Linked DNA regions of Mus musculus: regions 1 and 2 are each linked to region 3. A link is a contact called in public Hi-C data. All regions are on one chromosome and are shown on one strand. Each heading gives the region's core, a stretch centred on a gene start, on an enhancer-like site or on the middle of the called end of the contact. The rest is flanking DNA. Distances are from core to core; before and after follow the strand shown. Region 1 has its middle 20 kb from the start of Gm23902. Region 2 overlaps Gm41950 (a long non-coding RNA gene). Region 3 has its middle 60 kb from the start of Gm23056.

The links. A called contact is a pair of places that touch in the nucleus more often than the background predicts.
Region 1: a Hi-C map of the C2C12 cell line shows a contact between it and region 3, with 2.3 times the contacts expected there. The contact joins two enhancer-like sites. A contact is called at or near these places in 2 of 39 promoter capture datasets (neural stem cells and pre-B cells), 2 of 15 datasets of contacts at CTCF or cohesin (large pre-B cells and pro-B cells), 6 of 484 Hi-C or Micro-C datasets (the C2C12 cell line, bone marrow-derived macrophages, muscle stem cells and 3 more) and 5 of 115 datasets of contacts at active chromatin or transcription factors (the 230-238 cell line, acute myeloid leukemia, bone marrow-derived macrophages and 2 more).
Region 2: a Hi-C map of bone marrow-derived macrophages shows a contact between it and region 3, with 44 read pairs. The contact joins two enhancer-like sites. A contact is called at or near these places in 2 of 15 datasets of contacts at CTCF or cohesin (large pre-B cells and stem cell-derived epiblast-like cells), 25 of 484 Hi-C or Micro-C datasets (the 63-12 cell line, the Ba/F3 cell line, CD8 T cells and 19 more), 13 of 115 datasets of contacts at active chromatin or transcription factors (the 230-238 cell line, CD8 T cells, DN3 thymocytes and 10 more) and 1 of 9 other capture datasets (embryonic stem cells).

The regions. Positions count from the first base shown.
Region 1 is chr1:128,507,599-128,511,843 of GRCm38.p6, forward strand. No RefSeq gene overlaps it. Among named protein-coding and RNA genes, the nearest start is that of Gm23902, 20 kb to the left of the region's middle. Within about 2 kb of position 1,418, at least 8 of the 459 cell types and tissues checked have an H3K27ac peak or open chromatin away from gene starts, as enhancers often do. A contact at or near this core is called in the C2C12 cell line, where this site is marked.
Region 2 is chr1:128,545,889-128,549,979 of GRCm38.p6, forward strand. Gm41950 (a long non-coding RNA gene) reads left to right here. Exons shown (of 3, transcript XR_878510.1): 3 at 3,401-3,518. Among named protein-coding and RNA genes, the nearest start is that of Gm41950, 5.6 kb to the left of the region's middle. Within about 2 kb of position 2,528, at least 105 of the 459 cell types and tissues checked have an H3K27ac peak or open chromatin away from gene starts, as enhancers often do. A contact at or near this core is called in the 63-12 cell line, the Ba/F3 cell line, the HPC-7 cell line and 5 more, where this site is marked.
Region 3 is chr1:128,823,888-128,828,189 of GRCm38.p6, forward strand. No RefSeq gene overlaps it. Among named protein-coding and RNA genes, the nearest start is that of Gm23056, 60 kb to the right of the region's middle. Within about 2 kb of position 1,619, at least 65 of the 459 cell types and tissues checked have an H3K27ac peak or open chromatin away from gene starts, as enhancers often do. A contact at or near this core is called in the 63-12 cell line, the Ba/F3 cell line, the C2C12 cell line and 6 more, where this site is marked.

The sequences.
Region 1 (4,245 bases), core at 168-2,667, 320 kb before region 3:
TGTATATGTGTGTGTGTGTATGTGTGTGTGTGTGTGTATATGTGTGTGTGTGTATATGTGTGTGTATGTGTGTGTGTATGTGTGTGTATATGTGTGTGTATGTGTGTGTGTATGTGTGTGTATATGTGTGTGTGTATGTGTGTGTGTGTATGTGTATGTGTATGTGTGTGTGTGTATATGTGTGTGTGTGTGTGTGTGTGTGTGTGTGTGTGTGTGAGTAGAGGCTGGAGGACAGCCTTGGGCATTAGGCTTAGGAACACTGTCCAGCTTCATCTATCACTGCTCTGAAACTTGCCAAGTAGGCGCCACTCACAGGCCATTGAGCCCCAGAAATCCACCTGTCCCCACCTCCACAGCACTGGGATTTGTGCTTATATTCCAACCTATCTACATAATCAAACATAATTTTTAGGTGGCCTTGCTTTGGCAGACATGATCAAAAAAGTTCCTTTTAAGTTTTCCTGCAGTAAGAAGGCCAAGGTAGATCATTGGAGGCAACAATGAAAACATAAAAAGTCTTCTGGAGAGACAGCTCGGCTGGTGAAGTGCCTGCCAGCTGAGCATGGGAATCTCAGTCCAAATCTCCAGCACACATGCAAAAGCCAACCTTGGAACTGTGAACCTATAACCCCAGCACTCAGGAGGCAGAGACAGGAGGACCCCTGGACACTTGAAAGTCAGCTAATGTTTCTGGATGGGTGGGGCTCTCATCTCAGGAAATAAGGTAGAGAATGATAGAGGAAAATGTTCTTTATTGACCTTTGGCTTCCACACACACCCATGTGCACACTCACACAAACACATATACACCAGGACCAAAACAGAGAAGAAAAAGTTCTCCGCTATGACCAGTATTTCAGATTCATTTATTTTCCTAATAGTGACTGTCTAACCCTGCGCTTTGAGCTTCCTAACCTAGCTTCCACATTTCAAGGTCTGATGCACAGTTCCTTGAAACTTAATTGACATATTAACTTTGAACCTTCAAAGAAAAAACAGCTTTCACTCTCGCATGGTCACATATGCTTCTTTCCATACAGAACAGGCTTGGCCACCTTTGCGGAAAATGAGATAACTCATCTTTTTCATAAATGCATTAAACATCAAAAGAACCAACTATCTACCAGGTAGTATTCAAAGGCCAGCTTTAAAAATCAAGAGAGGAATGAAAGCCAAGGTTTTGGCCCAGCAAACAGTTGCGAGAAACTTCTGTCACAGGGCACAAATGTTTCCTGTTTCACTTTGTGCTTTTGGGCACACTGGGCTGAGTCTTATAATTGCTTGCTTTATTTACTGTGGTCAGTTGGAGTCTTCTTTGGCTCTAGTGTAAGTGGAGTTAGCTTAGGCTACTCAGATGAGCTATTCAGTAACAATGCACCACACTCTGGTGTCAAGGAAGAGACATGGCACTCCTGTGAGAAGAACCCAGTGACCCAGTGTGGTTGGAGGCATGGGATGTTTTCCACAGGGCAGAGCTGAGTCACAGGAGCCTGTTGGATTAGGGTAGCCTTTGTCACCCATTAAAACCTCTGTCTTCCATGAAGCACTCTCTGTTTTCCATTGGTCCAGGCCTGAGATGTGAGCTGGCTTGGACCTCAATCCTCTCAAGCTGTGTTTTCTGCTTTCCTCTCTTGCTAAAGTGCCAAGTCTTTCTCACAGCACCTGTCTGAGTCTGTCAAACGCATCCTTCTCTTGCTTTGTGTTTTTCTTCTTCTGCCCTCTTCCCTTACCCATTCTCTTTTGTCCTAGGAGTAACCAAAGCTAGGCATGTCGATATCTTGTCTTTTATTCATGTGAACACTCCCAGTTTATGTAAGAAGACAAATATTATAAAAACTCATAGCAAAGGCCTATGAAGACAACATATTCATATTACAAGCGTGACAGCTTGAGTTTGATCCCTGGAACTTATGTTTTAAAAAGGCCAAGATTGGGCTGGTGGTGCTGAGTCTGTAAAGGTGGCTGCAACCAAGCCTATACTTAGGTGATCCTTGGGGCTCGCCTGGTGACAGAAGAGAACCCAACTCCTGCCTGCTGTTCTCTGACTTCTAGACATGTACTGTGGCACACACATGTACACCCACACAAAATAAATAAATATACATAGATAAGTGAATGTATGCGATTTTGTTTTGTTTTTAAAGCTGGCATGTTGGTGCATGCTTATAATCCCCCATGCTAGGGAGGTAGAAAAGGGGAGGCTCATTGGCTACCAACACAACCATGTCCATGAGTTCTAGGCTAGTAAGAAGCTCTGACTCAAAAAACTAGGTACAGAATTCCTCTGGAACCACATCTGAGGTGGTCCTTGGGCCTTCACACTGTGTGTGTGTGTATCCTATACACATACATGCACCCCTATACATGAGTATGCACACACACATGTACATACATATGTACAACAAGTATTAGAAGCAGATTAAGTTGGTGAGAAAACAGGTATGATGTTTAGAGTTATTCCAGGGTCTTAGACCCAGTGTCTCCATGCCTGAGCACTTTATCCCTTGTACAGTCCTGTGGAAGAGGCTGCTCGGCACGACTGGGCTTCATGTTCCTTCAAGCATAACTGATTGATAAGATATTCTAAGTGATGGATGTCCCGAGTTGTGGCTCCAGAGACAAAGATGAGTCAGGTTAACTACTCTCTTCCCGAGAGATTTCAACAGGGACTGAATGAGAGTCTGTAGTGGGAAGGTTAGATTAAGAGAAGCACAGGGGCTTTAGGTGAGTCACCTTTATGGAGAGCAGGAGTTATGGGACAGAGAAAAGATTCAGAGCAAAGCAGAGAGGGGAAGACCCTGCCAGCAAGGGCCTTATTCCTGCCTTGGCAAGAACGACTGTCCAGTTCAACCTCTGTGAGGCCTGCGTCCATTACATTCTGGGCTGGGGAGGTAGCTCAGTGGGGAGGAGTTCTTGTCATGAAAGTAGGAAGACCTGAGTTTGGATTCCTTCTACCCATCTGTATTAGTCAAGGTTTCTATTCCTGCACAAACATCATGACCAAGAAGCAGTTGGGGAGGAAAGGGTTTATTCAGCTTACCCTTCCACAATGCTGTTCATCACCAAGGAAGTCAGGACTGGAACTCAAAAACAGGAGCTGATGCAGAGGCAACGGAGGGATGTTCTTAACTGGCTTGCCTCCCCTGAGTTACTCAGCTTGCTCTCTTATAGAACCCAAGACTACCAGCCCAGAGATGGCACCACCCACAAGGGGACCTCCTCCCTTGATCACTAATTGAGACAATGCCTTGCAGCTGGATCTCATGGAGGCATTTCCTCAACTGAAGCTCCTTTCTCTGTGATAACCCAGCCTGCGTCAAGTTGACACAAAATTAGCCAGTACACCATCTAAAAGGATAAGTTTAATCCTAGGCGGTGTTGGCATATGGCTTTAATTCTAGGATTCAGGAGGCAGAGACAGGAGGATTTCTGAGTCTGAAGGCAGCCTGGTCTATAGAGAGTGTTCCAGGACAGTCAGGCTACACAGAGAAACCCTGTCTTGGGTGTGTGTGTGTTGGGGAGCTGGGTTTAGCTGTGCCTGATCCCAGATGCTGGGGTGTTGGTGGCAGGAGGATTGTTGGGGTTTCCTGGCTGACAGGCTAGCTGAGAAATGGTAAGTTCCGGTTTGAGTTGAGAGAGCCTATCTCAAGGGGATGAGGTGGAGAGCAGTAGAGAGGATCTTTGGCCTATGAGTGGGCACACATGGGTGCATGGGTCTGTACACATACTTACACATACACACATACCATATACACAAGCCCCCAGACACAAATTTGATGAATTCTATCTTTCTCTTAGCCACTGTGCTCTTTACTGGAATCACCTGTTCTATGCTATCCCTAGTATGTAGAAATGGTGGTATTGTAAACATAACTGATTTTTAAAAAATCAATTTAACAGGCATTCTAGCTGCAGTGTTGCAGAATTGTAGCTCAGTGATGGCAGAGGATCTGGAGCCCTCACCTCTTAAAGTCTGCCCTATTGCCTAGGGCCATATGGCTACAGGCATCACTCAGCAGGGTCTAAAGCAGACAGGGTGAGAACAGGGCCCAAAGCCACACCAGCAAACTCTCTCCTCAGAACCTTCTTATGACCTTAAGATGCTTTTACTAGGATATTAGTATGCTATTCATAGTATACAGAATAATGTATTTCATTATGGTATTTTGATATATGTATAGAACATATTCCAATCCTATTTACCTCTATCACCCTCTCTTGTTATCACCTACTCCTGCTGATCCC
Region 2 (4,091 bases), core at 1,278-3,777, 280 kb before region 3:
ACCAGCCCTGGTGTCATCAAAGGCAGTTGATGGTGCCAAGTGAGTGTGGAAATTACACACAGAGCAGATGCTGTCTCTAGCATTAGACGGATAATGCAGCTATTTAGGAAAAACAAAGATGTGCTTAGAGTTTGATCACCCATGGTACGTGTTGTGAAAGTCTTCGGAGCTGTCAGCATGACAAGGATGGGCCCATACATGGCCCCAAAGGTTCACATTCTTTAGATTTTGTTATTTCTTTCATTTAATTAATGTGTGTGTGTATGTGTGTTTAATTGTATGCATTCTTGTGTGTTTGTACATGCAGAGGCCTGATGACTGTCTCTTTGTTCTCTGCCCCTTTTTAAGACTTATTTTATTTTCAATTGTGTATATGTATGTATCTGTGTGTGGGGATATGCACACATAAGTTCAGAAACCAGAAAAGGCCAGAAGAGGGCATAGGTGACCATTGTGGCCTTGTCAGCAAAATAATGCAAGATCACTCTAAAGAGAGGATTCAGATGTTTTTGTAAAAGGAAAGACAGAAGAGGCCAGAAGAGGGTGTCAGAGCCCTGGAGCTGGAGTTACAGGAGTTGTGAGCCATGCAGTGTGGGTGCTGAGAACTGAACTCAGGTCTTCCGGAAGAGCATCAAGCACGATGAAGTGCTCACTTGTCTTTCTGGCTCCCTTCACCTAGCTTTTGAGATAGAGTTTCCTCACTGGACCTGGAGTTTACTGTATTTGCATACTCTTCCTGCTCCCTGAGCCCAGAGACCCTCATATCTCAGCTTCTTCTGTTCTGGGATTACAAGCATATACAGACACACACACACACACACACACACACACACACACACACACACACACACACCCCCAACAACACACACACACACACACACACAGACACACACACAGACACACACACACACTTCTTATGTGGATGCTGATGACAGAAATTAGGTTTTCATGCCTGTGGGACAATTCATTTTAACAACTGAACTATTTCTCCAGCATCCACATGGTTCATGTATCCCTTTTGTGACTCTAAAGAATAAGGTCGAGGAAGCCAGGGTTTCTTCTCCCTTTATGAAAGCTGAAGGAAGAAGCAGCTTGAAAGAGAAACATGCTCTGTGGATATTTAAGATGCTCAGGTTCAGCCATCTTCCATCTAAGCTGCATTTGGAACGCATTGTGTGATGGACAGGAGAATATGAGAACAAGAAAGCCCAGCCGGTTATCTACAAGCCACCATCGATCAGGAAGAATTAGCTCATTGTGGTGAGAGGAAGGGAGCAGGAAGAGGGCTGGAAAAGGAAATTGAAAATGCTAATGAGCGTGAAAGCACCTTGGCCCCCTTTCCCTTTCTTTCCTTACTCAGATCTTCCTAAGATTAGGGCCCTGCAGGGAGTACAGGCTCTCTTTGCACTCAAGTTGGAGGTGCTCACAGAGTCGCTGGCTTTACACGCAGGAAGTATGGGTTAAACATCAGCAGCAAGGCCTGGACACAATGTTTCACAAAGATCTCTTTCTATCTTTTGTTCTTTGCGAAGCAAGCGGTCAGGAAAAGGGCTCTTCTGTCAAAAGTGCCTTTTCTTTGGACAAGTCTGGAAAAAGAGAATTCCTCTCACCTTAAAAGAGGATTTGAGGGATAGGGATGTGCCTGAGCTGGTAGAGTTTGCCTCTCATGCATGAGGCCCTGGGTTTGATCTCTGGTATCACAATAACCCACAAATGGCACTATGGACTTGTGATTCCGTACTCTGGAGGTGTAGGCAGGAAGACCAGGAGTTCAAGGTCATTTTCAGTTATTTAGTGAGTTTGAGGTCAGCCTGGGCTATGTGAGATCCTGACCTTCCTCAAACTCCCAAGCTAAAAGAGACGAACTATGATGGAGAGGTGGCCCAACAATTAAGAACTTACCTGAAGAGCACTGGGGTTCGTGTCTCAAGAAAAAAAAATCATCCAAAAAACAAACCACAAGCATCTCAGAGCTGCCCATAACTCCCGCTCCAGAGGATCCCACACTCTCTGCAGGTACTTGTATGTGTGTGGTGCACAGAGCAGGTACACATAGCACATACACACACATAACATGGAAAACAATTTTTCTTTTTTAAAGAGAGATGCCTTCATGATTGGAGTCTTCTGTTTTTGTTGGAACAGCATGTGAGTTTAAGAGTTTTGTGTCGGGGGGGGGGGGCACCAGGGAGATGGTTCAGTGGTAAAGTACTTGCCACACAACTGTGAGGACCTGAGCCTGGACCCCCAGAACTCACATACAAACAGATGTGGCAGTGTGCGTTGATTGTCTCAGTGCTCCTATGGGGAGGGGGAGAACTGCCAGAGACTCAGAAACCAGCTCTGTGGTGTTCCCAGTGATGGACAAGAACAGGGGCATCCTCACTGGAGCCAGGTAGACGGCAAAGACCTATACCCAAGGGTGTCCTCTGGCTTCCACACGTGCAGCATGGCATGCATATTCTTGCACTGACACACATGAGCACATATACACAAAGCATTTTTTTAAGTTCCTATTTTTTAACTACCCCTTTATAGAAAGCTGTGTTTGCTGGTGTTTAGAGGAAGACACAACTTGCACTTGACCGGGACCATAGTCTGGAACTTCCAGGGGTTGAGTTACACCTCCTCCACAGAGGCTCCAGAGTTTGTAGCATCAGGTGTTGAGAAGTGGCCATTTGTTAGAGCAGTGGTAGCTGAAGGACTTAGCTTGGAGGCATGTGTATGCATTAAGCTCACTGTTGTCATTTAGAGTGTCATTTGTAGTGGGCTGATGAACTGTTAGAACTGTAGTCTTCTACCTTGCTAACACTGTAAAAATCACATGGAGAGCCCAACTTTCTCTCTGTGGCCCTGTCTCCCTGCAGTCACATCTCCATTGTGTGTGTGTGTGTGTGTGTGTGTGTGTGTGTGGTTTTAACCATAACAGTGTGTGAAGCTGCTTATGTGAGCTACGTGAAGCAGTCAAATTCACAGAAACAGAAAGTAGAAGGTGGTTTCCAGGGACCGAGGAGAAGAGAAAAAGGGTGAGTCATTGTTTAAAGAGTGTGGCACTTCAGATTTTCAAGATGAGAAAGTTCTAGAAACCCTATCCTATGCTCATCTACTGAACTATAGACAAGAATGCTGTGATGATATTTTATATACTTTGCACTAAAGGGAAAGAAAGAGCAATAGAGACAAAAGTGTTTGGTGTGGTTTGGATATGCTTAGTCCAAGCAAGGTTTATGGAACTTGGTTCTCAGTGTGGTGGAGTTAAAGGTCTGTGAAGAGATGTTTAGAGTATCGGGGTTTGCTGCCCCGAGGGCAGGCTCTTAGGACAGCACAAACCTGACCCCCCAGTGGCTTCCTGGCCTCCTGTTTCATCATATATTCACACGTATTCTCTCTTTCTTGCCAGGATGTCACTCACTATGATGTGATCCAGTCTGAGGAGACTCTCACCAGAGGCTGAACCAATGGAACTGCCCAATCTTGGATGTCTAGCATTCCAGATTTCAAGCTAAATAAACCTCATTCTCCCCCAACCCCGTGTGTGTGTGTGTGTGTGTGTGTGTGAGAGAGAGAGAGAGAGAGAGAGAGAGAGAGAGAGAGAGAGAGAGAGAGAGAGAGAGAGACAGATAGACAGACAGACAGTCAGAGAGACAGACAGAGACCGGCAGACAGTGTGTCTACTGTGGTTTTTAAGACCACATTTCTCACTGGCCTGGAACTTAAGTAGCCTGGCTGTGCGTACCCATGAGCCCCAGGGATCTGCCTGTCCCTGCTTCCTCGTACTCTCACTTTAAGCCACGACCATCACAACTGGCTTTTTTTTTTTTTTTTTAACATAGGTTCCTCAAGCTTGCCAGGAGAGCACTTCCCTGACTGAGCCATCTACCCCTAGACCTACTTTTCTGTCCCTTAAACAATATGCCTTCCAGCCACGGCTTAATCCTTGTGTGCTAGAGCTAAGTGCAAAGCCTGCCACAGACTCTGTGCTGTTCCAGCGTTCAGAACTGGACTCCCAGAGTTCATTCCTTGTGTGACTTCTCTATCTCCCCTGTCACTATCAATTGCTAGCCACTGCATTCTCAGTTTGCGATGAGACT
Region 3 (4,302 bases), core at 369-2,868:
TAGTCCTCTTTCTTTCTCCTTCCCCATCCCTCTTTCTCTGACAGATTCTCAGTCTGCAGTCTGTGCTGGTGTCAAATGCACAGTCCCTCTGCCTTAGCCTCTTGAATGTGTCCCCATGCCTGGCTCGAAAACTTCAATACATCTTTTAATAATATCTCATTTCAGGTTACTATCACTTGCATTATAACAGCCAGATGTCTTATCCTCATGTTTTGGGGGTCCACAGATTTACTTTTCCGCTGCATTGTTTCCCATACGACCAGTTGGCTCCGTGCTTCCTAACTTAAGTGTGGGAACTTTGGTCCTGCCTTTAGAGACCAAAAGGAATGCTTGCAGCCCCGTTTTGGGTCATTGTTCTAGGCTCTGCATTTGCTAAATGAATTTGTTTAATGCCAAGTTTCCCGGGAGAGAAGCTAGCCTATTTTAGTCCATCAAATTCATCATCTGCTTTTTATTGTCCTTGTGGATATCAGTGGGTTTAGAGGCCAACGACCCAAGTTACTCGAACGTCAATTGAGGACTGCCATCTAGTGGCCGGGCAACCTCTGTAGCTAATGATGTCTGTGGAACAACCTGCCAGAAAGGATCCAATTCTACCTGCTCCCTCGGCAGAGTCTTCTGACAGGCTAGATGCACCTTCCATTTCTGCTCTCTGATTCTTCAAAGTAACTGCCACAATGCCAGGGTAGCGACCTCCCTATGCCTTGAAGGAGGAGAAGTCATTCTCGTTCTGGTTGTAGTTATTTTTGGACCCGCCTTTGGGCAATGGTTTGAGCCAAGTTTTGAGAGGTTTAAAGCAAAAGTTTTAATACTATGCAAGGTAAGACAGAGGCTTGCAGTGGGGGCGGAGTCTCACCTGCCCAGCACTGGTTTTCTTTGATCTTCCTTCCTTCCTTCCTTCCTTTCTTTCTTTCTTTCTTTCTTTCTTTCTTTCTTTCTTTCTTTCTTTCTTTCTTTCTTTTAAAAAACCCTTTTATTTGAAAGATTTGTTTTATTTTTAATTATGTATATGTGTGTGCATCTGCTTGAGTGTGTGCAGATGAGTGACAAAAGAGAATGTCAGGATCCCTGGAGCTGGAGCTACAGGTAGTTGTGAGCTGCCCTTTATGGGTGCTGGAATCTTGGGTCCTTTAAAACAGTGGCACACACATGCATGTGTACACACACACACACACACACACACACTCTTATCTCCGTTGTTGGGCTCTCCTTGGTCTGGAGATGACTCAGACAGGAGTGACTGGCCAGTAAGTCGCAGGCATCCCTCTGTTCCCACTTCCTCAGGGCTGGGAGTACAGATGCATGCCACTGTGTCTGACTTTTCTTTTCTTTTTAAAATGTTTCTGGGAATTAAATTCAGATCCTAAGAGTTAAGTCAAGCACTTTACTGACTGAGTCACCCCCAGTCCCTGGGTGTGGGCTTGCTAAGTGTGACTCCTGCACTAGCAGCATTGATATTGCCTGTGACTTGTTAAGAACTCGCAGCCTCTTGGTCCCGGCTGGATGGGAAACTCTTGGGAAGAAGCCCAGAAATCGGTCGGAGTCTTAGCTGCTCCAGATGAACACTCAGCTTACAGCACTGTGCTGGGGAAAGGAGTCGGCTCTGGGCCCCAGGGTCCGACTCTGGGCAAACGGGAAGTAGATGGTCTCCAGGGTGCATTTGGTTCTCCACAACCCTCCTTCCTCTTCAGGGCCCTTTCCCTGTGCTATTTACCCAACAAACAGCATACCTTTATTAGGCGGATGCTACAAGCAAGCCATTGCTTCCAGTCGTGTAGAGAAGGGAGATGCTCAGAGAAAGGGACAGAGGACTTAGCTGTCATGACTTTGTTTTGTATGTGTTTCCATATGTCCAGGAGCGTGTGGAGGCCAGATGTGGTGACACAAACCTTTAATCCCAGCACTTTGGGGACAGAAGAAAGGAGATCTGTGAGTTTAAGGCCAGCCTGGTTTACATAGTGAGTTCCAGGACAGCCAGGACTAAATAGGAGATCCTGTCTCAAAAAAAAAAAAAAAAATCCAAACTAATTTTTCAAAAAAAATCTTTTGGGGAGTTAGGGGAGGTGTCACGGTGTCCATGCGGAGGTCACAGGACAACTTGTGGGAGTCAGTTCTCTTCACCAGGTGGGTCCTGGGCTTGTCCTCAGTAGCTAGGCTAGGAAAGAAGAGCTTACACCTGCTGAGATCTCACCCGCCCTCTACCTTATTTTGGAGACAAAGTGTTTTACTGACTTGGTGAGACTGGCTGGCCAGGGGTTCCCAGTGTTGGCATTACAATGTGTGGTGCCAGGCCCAGCCTTTTCTGTGGGTGCTGGAGATCTGAACTCAGGACTTTATACTGTCATCCCCCTTTACCCCCCATCCCCGCTCTCCAACAGTTGCCTAGGGGATGCCTCTGCTGCTCCCAGGACTCTGTTTAAAGAGAAGATCAGCAGAAGTGGGGTTTGATGGAGAACGTAGTACAGGTTTTTGGGAGATGAGTGTGGCTTCAGAGCTGCTTGAAACCTTTATAGCCTCCTGCCTGCAGCACTCAGGAGACATGCTTTGTTTTTAATTTTGTTTTGTTTTTTGTTTTGTTTTTCTAAATTGAACTCTAGTCCATTATAAAAAGATTAAAACAACATGCTGCGATTTCACCACCCAAAGGTTAGGCAATTCAAAAGCCAAGAGTCGACGTGTGCTTATTGAAAGGCCTTGGGGAAAACTGTCAATAGTTCTGGAAAGTTTGGCTGCCCGTTCAAAGACCTGTTTCATGCTCTGCATCAACCTGCCTGGATCAATACGGCCCGTATGTCGGCCAGCACATTTGCCTCTTGTTTAATTTGCCATTTATAAGTTTGGTCGGTCCAATGTGTCTAAGCAATTACAATGCAGAGAATAAATAAGCACGGCGGCCAATCAAACTGGATTTGCGGCACAATTAGACATCAAGTGCCCACAGAGCCGGGCATAGCACTCCACTCGCAGATGAGAATACAAATGTTTGCTTGTACATCAAATGAAGTCTCTTCTCTCTCCTGAATATAAATGGCTCCTGGATCGATCTTCCAGGCAGGCCCATGTGAGAGAGAGAGAGAAAAAGGCCCTGCTTTGTAAGCCGGAAGTCTCGCAGAGAGATGGTGCAAGGCAGAGGTCCCTACTTTTCTTCCTGTTCCTGTGGCAAAGCACTCTGACTGAAAGCAATTTAGGGGAGGAAAAGGTTTATTTGGGTTCCATGTCACAGTCTATCATGAAGGGAAGGTCCAGGCAGGAACTCAAAGCGACTGGCTGTGTGAGGTCCACAGTCAAGAACAGCGAGAAGTGAATGGACCCTTGCTGCATGTCTCCTTGCGTGTCACCCAGCTAGCTTTCTCTAGAGTCTAGGGTCCCACTGTGAGCGACGAACAGTCAAGACAATCCCTCACAGATGTGTCTACAGACCAACCTGATCTACGTAGTTCGTCAACTGAGACTCTCTTCCCAGGTGACTCTAGGTTGTGACAAGTTAATTAGAACTGTCACAGCAGTCTTGCAGAGTACCAAAGACAACTGTCCCCACCAGATCCTTTGTATATTATTGCATCTCATTTGTTATCTGTAACTCTGGGTCAAAGCAGACATCTTCACAAGTAGCTGGGGAAACAAACAGTCTAAAGGGGCACGGATGCCTCCTGTATAAACTCAGCATCTGTGTTATTTCCAAACCTGTAGTTTCAGAGTGCTGGACTTCCCGGTCAAGAAGGGAACAACTAGGACTAGGGCCAAGCTTAGTGGGAGAACTGGGGTATGTGTATCATGGCTGTGGGTGTGATCTCCATCACAACAAAGCAAACAAAGTGAACCTGTACCCCAGTGGCCTTTATCCTCCATGCTTCTGCTGTTCCTCACGAGTCCGTGATCCCCGCTCTACCACCCCGAGAAGAGCAGCTTTCACTGGCCGGGTGACCAAGCACTGAAGGGTTAGACTCAAAGCTGATGTGGACCTGACAGAACCGTCCCTGCACATTTGAATGGTTAAGATGTGTGTGGACTTCATAAACGGCTGTGCGGAGTGGGCTCTGTGTCAGTGGCTTGTCAGGTGCATGCCCCTAGAGAAACTGCTGTGTGTGTGAATGTGTGTTTGTGTGTATGTGTGTCTGAGTGTGTGTATGAGTGTATGTATTTGTGTGTGTTTGTATGTATGTGTGAGTGTGTGCGAATGTGTGGGTGTGGTGTGAATGTGTGAGTGTGTATATTTTGTGTGTGTGAATGTGTTTGTGTATATGTGTTTGAGTGTGTGTGAATGTATGTATTTGTGTGTATGTGTTTGAGTGTGTGTGAATG